2 separate regions of the Sus scrofa genome follow, and region 1 is linked to region 2. Evidence: chromatin contacts called from public HiChIP or PLAC-seq data. All regions are on one chromosome and are shown on one strand. Each heading gives the region's core, a stretch centred on a gene start, on an enhancer-like site or on the middle of the called end of the contact. The rest is flanking DNA. Distances are from core to core; before and after follow the strand shown. Region 1 holds the start of BBC3 (bcl-2-binding component 3). Region 2 holds the start of ARHGAP35 (rho GTPase-activating protein 35).

Region 1 (4,598 bases), core at 892-3,391, 340 kb after region 2:
GGACAGGGCATACGCTCCGACGGGGCCACAGCCCCAACATTCCCCGGGACCGATACAACCACTCCCCGCAGACCCCAGCACAAACTCGGAGCCAGACACCCGCACACACCCAGGCGAGACACCTGCAGATCCACAACCCCGCACACGCGCGCTCCCACGGCGGGCCCAGACGCCCCCCCTGCGCTGTCACAGCCCCCCCCACCCCGCCGCCGCCACGTGCGCCCGCCCCGCCCGCCAGGCGAGCGCGGGGCCAATAACCGGCTGTTGCTGGGGCGCAGCCCCCGCCCGCAGGAGCCTCAGACTCCACGGCCCGCGAGCCGCCCCCAGTCGCCGCCCCCAGCGGGCGCGCGCCCGGGGTGTGGCCGCCCCTCCACGCCATCCCCCCCCAACCCCGCCCCTCCCGGACTGCAGGGGCCGGAGCAGTCGGGGTCGACTCACTTCCCCGGGGCCTCACTGGCCGCCAGGGGGCGCTGCCGAGCCCGCACCCCATTGTTTGTAAACAAACCCGCCAGACCGCTGAGGCACCTGCGCTCTCGGACCCTTAGTGCCTCCCGCCCAGCAACCCCAGCCCAGGGTGCCTCGTGGAGGTGGAAGGCAAGGAGAGAGGAAGGCACAGTGTGGGGACACAGCCCCCTCCCCCCGATCACACTGCTCTCCGAGTGCACTACCGCCACCTCCTCCAGGGAGCCCACCGGGCCTGGCCAATCGCGACTGGCGGAGGGTCGGGGTGGGCACACTCACCCCGGGGGCATGAACACGCCGGAGGGGACGATGATGGGGGGCGGGCGGCTTCCTTCAGGAGGGCGCGCCCGCTGAGCGCCGCTCGCTGCGGCGACTGTTGCTGCGGTGGCGACTTCTGCTGCTGCTCTAACTGCAGTGGCTGCTGCTGTTGCTGTTGTAGCGGCGGCTGCTCCTCGGGCCGCAGGCGCGTCTACGTCCTGAACGCCGCTGCTGCTGATTTCGCCGCCGCCGCCGCCGCCTCCAGGCGCCCGCTCGCATGTGGCTCGCGCAGCGTCTCAGGCCGCCGGTCGGATCCCGGGCCCGCTCAGCGGCCGCCCCGCCCCGCCCCGCCCCGCCCCCGTCCCCGCCTCCGCCCGGCGGGTCCCACGCCCCGCCCCCGCGTGACGCCACGGCCCCGTCCGCCCGCTCGCCCGCCGCGGACAAGTCGGGACTTGCAGGCGCGCGCCGCTCCCCCTACCTCGGCGGCGCCGGGGGTTTCCCTGCAGCCGCGGGCGGAGCAGGGCCTCTCCCCCGCGTGGAGGCGCAGCGATCCCGCCGCGCTGATGGCGGGACAGCCGGACGCACACGCACTGACACACTGACACGCTGACTGCGACCCGCAGACACACGCACCCAGAGACTTGTCTGCTGCCTGACCGCCTGGCGCTCCAGGGTACACAAAGTCACGTGCTGACAGGGCACGGAGACACGCCGACTCGCAGACACACCCTGGACAGGGGCGTGGACACACAAACTCACACACTGATGGAGCCCACACGCACACACACATCCAGACCCAAATACATAGCCTGACTTGCTAACAGGATCGCTGGGACTGACGGAGTGACACAATGTCAGGGTCACGCAGTTGTACAAACACCCACACTGCTGAGCACGCCTGGGCCCACAAAACGGCTCTGTTCACAAGCATTCCCACTGAGCGGGTACCCACAACACGCACAGTGGCGACAGGCCCACATAGACACAAGCCGAGGGCTTCTCAGGAAGTAGAAACTTCCTGACGAGTGCTGCTGGACACACACGCACATACACGCAGGACACCTGTCACAGAGACACCTGGACACGCGGCTTGATCTAGATGACAGGACCACAGGGACACACAGGAACACACCCCCAAGCCGGTTCCCAGCTGACACATTAAAACTGGCAGAAATGGCCCCTCACAGACACAGATCAATCAGACAGAAAAAAGACTGACCCCCAACAGACAGTCACAAAGTCACACCTGTGACAGGTTCCTGCTCACTGGCCCACTGATGGGACACGCTCCAGAAGCCATGCACCCCTGACCACACTCACCATGAATCTGGTGGGGGACCAGGGTGAGCAGAAAGCCCTGGGCACTGGGCACGGACATGCCCGGGCAGCCCCTGCACTGACTCTCGCTCGGTTTTCTGCCTTTTGGTTCCCTTTCCCTTCTCGGTTTCCCGTTGTCACTCCTTCCTGTACTCTGATGTAGTGACCTCGGTGACCCCACGGTGTCCCGCCCTCCCCCAGGGCTCTGGGGCTCTGTCGTCCCTGCACCTTTCATTCCCTCCATGTCACAGCCCAAACCAGACTGTGTCATCAGAGGGCCAGGGGCCTCTTGAGTGCTCAGTTCTGGGCTGGCTAAGAAGGGGTGCCAGACTTGAGCAGAGGTGCACTTGTTCAGGCTCTCAAGCTCCACTCTCTCCAGGACCAGACCCTTGGATTTTCCAAGAGAAGCAGAAAATGTTAAAATCTCATGTGTAATCCCCCTACTTTCAGTACTGGGGACTAATTCAGCCTCCCTCTCTCCTCTTGCTTTCCCTCATTCATTCCCTCATTCATTCATTCATTCACTCCCCCCTCCTTCCTCTCTTCCTTCCAGTGTTTTTCAAACTCAGGGTCATGACCCACATGCGCAAACCATGATTGTGGACTTCTGTGGATCTTTATTGTGTTTTATTCAAGTTTATTGAGATATATTTACATGCCATATAATTAAATTTTTCGGTGTTTTTAGTGAGTTGGGACAAAAGCACATTATTGCACACCATCACAATCAAGATTTGGACAATTTCTGAAGTTCCCCGGTGGCTCAGCAGGTATTGTCAGTGCACTGGGTCTGGTTGCTGCTGTGACACAGGTTCGATCCCTGATCCATCCAGGAACTTCTGTGTGCCACAGGTGCAGGCAAAAACCAACCAAAAAAGCAAATTAGAATCTCATTTAAAAACTCATGAAGTTGGAGTTCCCTTCGTGGCTCAGCAGGTTATGAACTCCACTAGTAACAATGAAGACGTGGGTTCAATCGCTGGCTTTTCTCAGTGGGTTAAGGATCCGGCATTGCCATGAGCTGTGGCTTACTTAGTTCACAGACGCAGCCCAGATCTGGCGTTGCTGTGGCTGTGGCATAGGTCGGCGTGGCTACAGCTCTGATTCGACCCCTAAGCCTGGGAACCTCATATGCCACGGGTGCAGCCCTAGAAAGCAAAAAAAAAAAAAAAAACAAAAAACATAAAGTCAAAGGAAAATATTGTTTGATGAAAATATTTTTTATGATAGCGAACATACACCAAGTCACAGAGAAAGTGGCTGTGTTTCTGACTGTAGATCAAGTCTAAAGGCGTTTGAGAAATGCTGCCTTGGACATTTTTAAACGAGATCACACACAGATGTCAGTGAGCACAACATCTCACACGTGGTGAGGTATAACCTACTACAGGTTAGCCGTTATCACTAGTATTACTGCGTGTGGCAGTGAAGTTGGGAGAGGGGCTCATGGAGCAGACTGAACCCTTTATTCACTGATCAGTGCCCTAAAGCTGCTTCATCTAGGACTGGACACCAGGAAGCCAGATATGCTAGAATATTCTTCTGAGAAGAAAATGAATGTGAAAGAATCTGGTTTGTTGCTGTGGCTGTGGTATAGGCCAGTGGCTACAGCTCCAATTTGACCCCTAGCCTGGGAACCTCCATATGCCATGGGTGGGGCCCTAAAAAGACGCCCCCCCCCAAAAAAAAGACAAAAAATGAATCTGGCTTGGTGGGTAGGGCTGAAAGCAGATGAGAGGGCCAAGGATCCACCAGACCATAAGCATTTGCACCTTCCCACTATCTAGTCCAGATTCTTTTTCCAAATTCTGCCATCGTATCATCCCAGACCAGGGGTCTCAAACTTGAGAGCTAATATGAACTAAATGAGAGAAATGAGTCTGGTGTAATACAACAGGGCATGGTAGGGACTGTGGCTAAGTGAAGAAAGTCAAAAAACAAAACAACAACAAAAAATCCTGTGTGCGTGGGAGTTCCCTGGTGACCTAGTGTTTAAGGATCTGTTGCTGTCACTTCTCTAGCTCAGGTCACTGCTGTGGTGTGGGTATGATCCCTGGCCTGGGAACTGCTGCATGCCACTGACACAGCCAAAACAAACAAACAAAAAACTCGTATAAAAAAAAGAGAGAGAGACAGAATCTGTGACTGGCTGAAGGTCTGCCTTTTCAAGACCCCTACTATAGGGGCTCAAAGAGGGAAAATCCCCAGCCTCTGTCTTCCAGACTCAATACCCTCCACCTCTACCCTGGCAGGTCTCCTGTGGGGCCAAGGGACTCCCTCATCTAAGTTCCTGGAGGAGCATTCTGGGCCTCCCTCCAATCCTGCCTTTGGTCCCCACTCCCCTGGGGAAGGACAAGGGGGTTCTGAAGATCTGAGGGGTCACCAATCCCTCTGACAGAAGATGAGAAGCAAAAATAAACAGACATACAAACAGAGAGACAGGAAGACTCAGATCAGGGGAGGGGAGGGAGTCGGAAAGAGAGAGGGGGAGAGACAGACAGAGAGCAAATGAGGGGGGTCACAGATGGGGTGGCTGGGGAGGGGTCAGGCTTGGTGAAGAC
Region 2 (4,146 bases), core at 1,283-3,782:
AAGTGAGTTAATATGTTTAAAGTGCTCTAGAATGTTGCCTAGCATAAAATGCTCATTTTAATCAAAGTATGAGAGGTCAGGCCAAATCTGGGAGGCCACGCTGAGAAAGTGACTTCGAGGCCGACTTAAGGCAGAGCTGAAGGGCTCTAAGAGAAGGGGAGAGAGGGGTACTTGGATCCAGAGTGAGTCCAGGCTTCTCTCTTTTCTAGGTGCTGCCAGTTCAAAAATTTTCCAAGGTTGGAAGGCCCTAGAACACTGCATTGGAGTTATAAACACATATGAATTTAAGGTAGGGGAATCTGTTGTCCCTTATCCCCAGTATTTATGGTGTTCTAAAGTGATGGATCTCAAAATCACTTACAAGCCAAGGTTTGTAGTGGCAGCCTAAAGAAATTCTGGCTGGGAGTTCCCATGGCTCAGAGGTCAACGAATCTGACTAGCATCCGCGAGGACAAAGGTTTGTGCCCTGGCCTTGCTCAGTGGGTTAAGGATCCAACATTGCCCTGAGCTGTGGTGTAGGTCAACAGATGAGGCTCAGATCCTGCGTTGCTGTGACTGTGGTGTAGACCAGTAGCTGCAGCTCCAACTCAACCCCTAGCCTGGGAACCTCCATAAAAAGCAAAAAAAAAAAAAAAGGAAAAGAAAAAGAAAATTTGGCCCATGTACTGGATTTGTTTAGGCCATAGTGCTAAAAACAAACCTTAATATATAAAAATCAAACTTCATGCATTAAAAGTGTAAAAAAAAAAAAGTCAAAGGAACTGACCCTTATCGGTAATCAGAAAACCTTTATTTAATGGGATGCTTTAAATTTTTTTTCTTCTTATGGTCACACCTATGCATATGGAAGTTCCCAGGCTAGGGATCCAATCAGGACTACAGCTGCTGGCCTTTGCCACAGGCACAGCAACATGGGATCCAAAATTCATCTGCAACCTACAGCTCAGCTCACAGGCAATGCCAGATCCTTAACCCACTGTGTGGGGTCAGGGATTGAATTTGCATCCTCAAGGATACTAGCCAGGTTCGTTCTCGCTGAGCCACAAAGGGAACTCCCTGGGCTGCTTTAAAACTTGGGTACATCTAACGCAACACTATAAATCAAGTACACTTCAACTAAAGAAAAAGGGCAGTGAGATGTAACCTCAAAAAAATGGAGTTCCCATCGTGGTGCAGTGGTTAATGAATCCAACTAGGAACCATGAGGTGGCGGATTCAATCCCTGGCCTTGCTCAGTGGGTTAAGGATCCGGCGTTGCTGTGAGCTGTGGTGTAGGTTGCAGACGGGGCTCGGATCCTGCGTTGCTGTGGCTCTGGCGTAGGCCGGGGGCTGCAGCTCTGATTCGACCCCTAGCCTGGGAACCTCCATATGCCGCGGGCGGGGCCCAAGAAATGGCAAAAAGACAAAAAACAACGAAAACAAAAAACAACGACTAGCATCCGTGAGGACAAAGGTTTTTATTTATCAACTTTTTAAATTTTTTTATTTTTATTTTTTGTCTTTTTGTCTTTTTAGGGCCACACCCACGGCATATGGAGGTTCCCAGGCTAGATAGGGGTCTAATGGGAGCTACTGCTGCTGGCCTACGCCACAGCCACAGCAACGCCAGATCTCAGCCATGTCTGTGACCTATAGCACAGCTCACGGCAACGCCGGATCCTTAACCCACTGAGCGAGGCCAGGGATCAAACACTCAACCTCATGGTTCCTAGTCGGATTCGTTTCCGCTGTGCCACGACAGAAACTCCATCAACGTTTTTAGAACAAGCCATGATTTTCTGTGCTTTACACATAGAACTCCTTAAATTCTCACAACAAACCTTACTAAAGAGATAAGATTATCATTCCACTTTTTACATGAAGAGACTAAGAAACGAAAAATGCAGTAAGAAGCATAGCGTTTCTTCATGCATTCCTTAAATATTGACTGAGCTCCCAGAACGCTCAACTTCCACGATCCGTACTTCCGGAGGGATCCCAGAGGAACCCCTCTTCAGTTCACAAGAACTCTGGGGTTATAGCAGTGCCCCTTCCCATCACTAATATTTCCCCTCCGGGCGCCCGAACTGACATTTGACTTGCAGTCATTTGCACAATGCTGACCTGGAGGACCAGGCCCTCGCCCCTCTCCAGGAAATCAGGGCTTCACAGAACCCACAGCAAGTCTTAATAACTCGCACATAACCTGCAGATTTTCCTCACTGCTTGGGAAAATAGCACGCGCTCCTCAGCACCGCCCTCTCTTCCGGAACGACGAAATGCAAGGTTCGGATTGGGCTAAGGCGGGCCACGCCTCCTCCTGTTCCCCAATCAATTCCCTCACTGGGTGCGCTCCCTCCTCCTCAGCTCCGTCCCACCGCCCCACGTTACGTCGCTCCCTCTTTCCTCCTCCGTTATCCCGGGGGCTGCGCTCGCGCGGCAAGCCCACCTCCCTTTGCCTCTCATTGGCTGCTCAGGTCCCGCGCGAGCGGGATCGCGCCCTTCGCCCCCGCCCCCAAAGCCGGGCCATGCCTCTCTCCCGTTTTCTCCAAGAGGCCGCGTGAGGAGGGCATCGGCTGCTTCTGGCGCGCGCAACGGTGCGCGCGCCCCCCGCGGACCACTCCCTTCGCCTCAGCGCGAGTAGACGCTGCGGCTGGCATCCCTTATCGCGCACGCGCAGTTGCCCACCCCGTTCCTTCTGCCTCGCGCTGCCTCGCGCCGCAGCCACCGCAGTAGCGGCATTTTCTTGGGGCGCACGCGCACTGCGCCCTGTGCGCCCGTTCCCTGGACCCGGCCGCTGCGGTAGCAGTGAGCCCCTCGGGCGCGTACGGGCTTTCACTTCTCCCCCACCCAGCGCGGGTTATTCCCTCGCGGCGCGCGCTCAGGGGCCGTTATCCCCCTGCAGAGGTCCCCGCACCACGCACGCGCAGTAGCGAGGGGGCACGCGCGCGGGAGCTGGGGCCGCAGGAAGGAGGTGCCGCTGCCGCCATTGCGAGGGAGGGAGGGAGCGAGCAAGCGAGGCTGGTCCGCCCTCCCCCTGGTTCCCGCCCCTCCCCCCTTCCCCTCCCCGCCCCCCGCCCCGAGGGAGAGCAGCGGAGCGGCGGGAGGAGGAGGTGGAGGAGGCGGAGGAGGGAGCCCGCGAGGGAGGGTCCGCCCGGCCCCCCGCCGCCGGAGCTGCCGCCGCCGCCGCCGCCGCCGCCGCTTCAGCCGCCGCTGGACGAGGAGCAACAGAACATGGCGCCGGGGCCGCCGTCGCCGCTCCCGGGAATCCGGAGGCCGGGGCCGCGCTGAGGACGTCCAGCTGGTGAGTGCGCGAGCTCGTGGGCCCCGGTGGCGAGGCCGGGCGCCGCCCCGTTGTGGGGTCCAGGGGAAGGCGGGGACCGCGGGGCCCGGAGCCCGCGAACAATGGAGGAGCCGGAGGGGGAGGGGAGGGAGCGGCCCCCCAGCCCCCCGGGCCCCGCCGCTTCGCGCTGTGGCCCGGCCCGCCGGGGCCCGCCTGCCCTTCGGACTTGCCCCTGCCCGCCTCAGCCCTGCTGTCGCCGCGTCTGCCCCCACCCTCCGACCCATTGGGATCTCTGTGTCTGCCTCGGCCTCCCCCTTCCCTCGGCCACTGCAGCCACTCCGCTCGCAATTCTGCGCCTCCCCTTTCCCTCTTCCTTCCCTCAGTAATGCCCCTCGCCCCTCCCGGACTCTGCAGTGCTCATGGGACCCACCTCCTCCGTGACCCTTCCGCATCCCTTAATTCTGGACCTTCACATTCTGGTTCGTGACCCTTCTGCCTTCTCCCGTTCCGCTCTCAGCACCCTGCCCCTGCCCCCTTCTTTGACCGGTCTGCTGTTACCCTCTCTTGCACCCCCTGGAGCTGTCCCTCTAGGAACTGCGGTTCCACCTCCTTGGAGATCCATCTGGGACCCCGTTTGTCTCGGCACTGCTGCCCCAGGTCTTCTCTTTGGACTTAATTCCATCTCCCTCTTGGGCCCTACTGTCTCCTCGCAAAATCTGTCCCACACCTCCCCCCCGGATACCCCTTTGGGCTCTCTGACCCCTGCCTCTCAGATGCACCTTGCCTGCCTCCTCCCTTAGTCAAAATGTGTCATTCACATCCTTTCCTCTCTTCCAGACTTTGCTGCCTCCCCTCTCTGCCCCTCGTTCAGTCTCAGATCTTGC

Evidence for each region. HiChIP or PLAC-seq counts read pairs in DNA pulled down with a chosen protein or histone mark.
Region 1: a contact with region 2 is called in an H3K27ac HiChIP or PLAC-seq map of alveolar macrophages. The contact joins the promoter of BBC3 here to the promoter of ARHGAP35 in region 2. A contact is called at or near these places in 3 of 5 promoter capture datasets (fetal liver, fetal skeletal muscle and liver), 7 of 47 Hi-C or Micro-C datasets (alveolar macrophages, embryonic fibroblasts, heart right ventricle and 3 more) and 2 of 2 datasets of contacts at active chromatin or transcription factors (alveolar macrophages and skeletal muscle).

What each region holds. Positions count from the first base shown.
Region 1 is chr6:53,044,761-53,049,358 of Sscrofa11.1, forward strand. It overlaps BBC3 (bcl-2-binding component 3), which reads right to left and starts at 2,142. Exons shown (of 4, transcript XM_013998533.2): 1 at 2,041-2,142. The coding sequence starts at 2,043.
Region 2 is chr6:52,708,931-52,713,076 of Sscrofa11.1, forward strand. ARHGAP35 (rho GTPase-activating protein 35) reads left to right here and starts at 2,533. Exons shown (of 7, transcript XM_021094622.1): 1 at 2,533-3,283.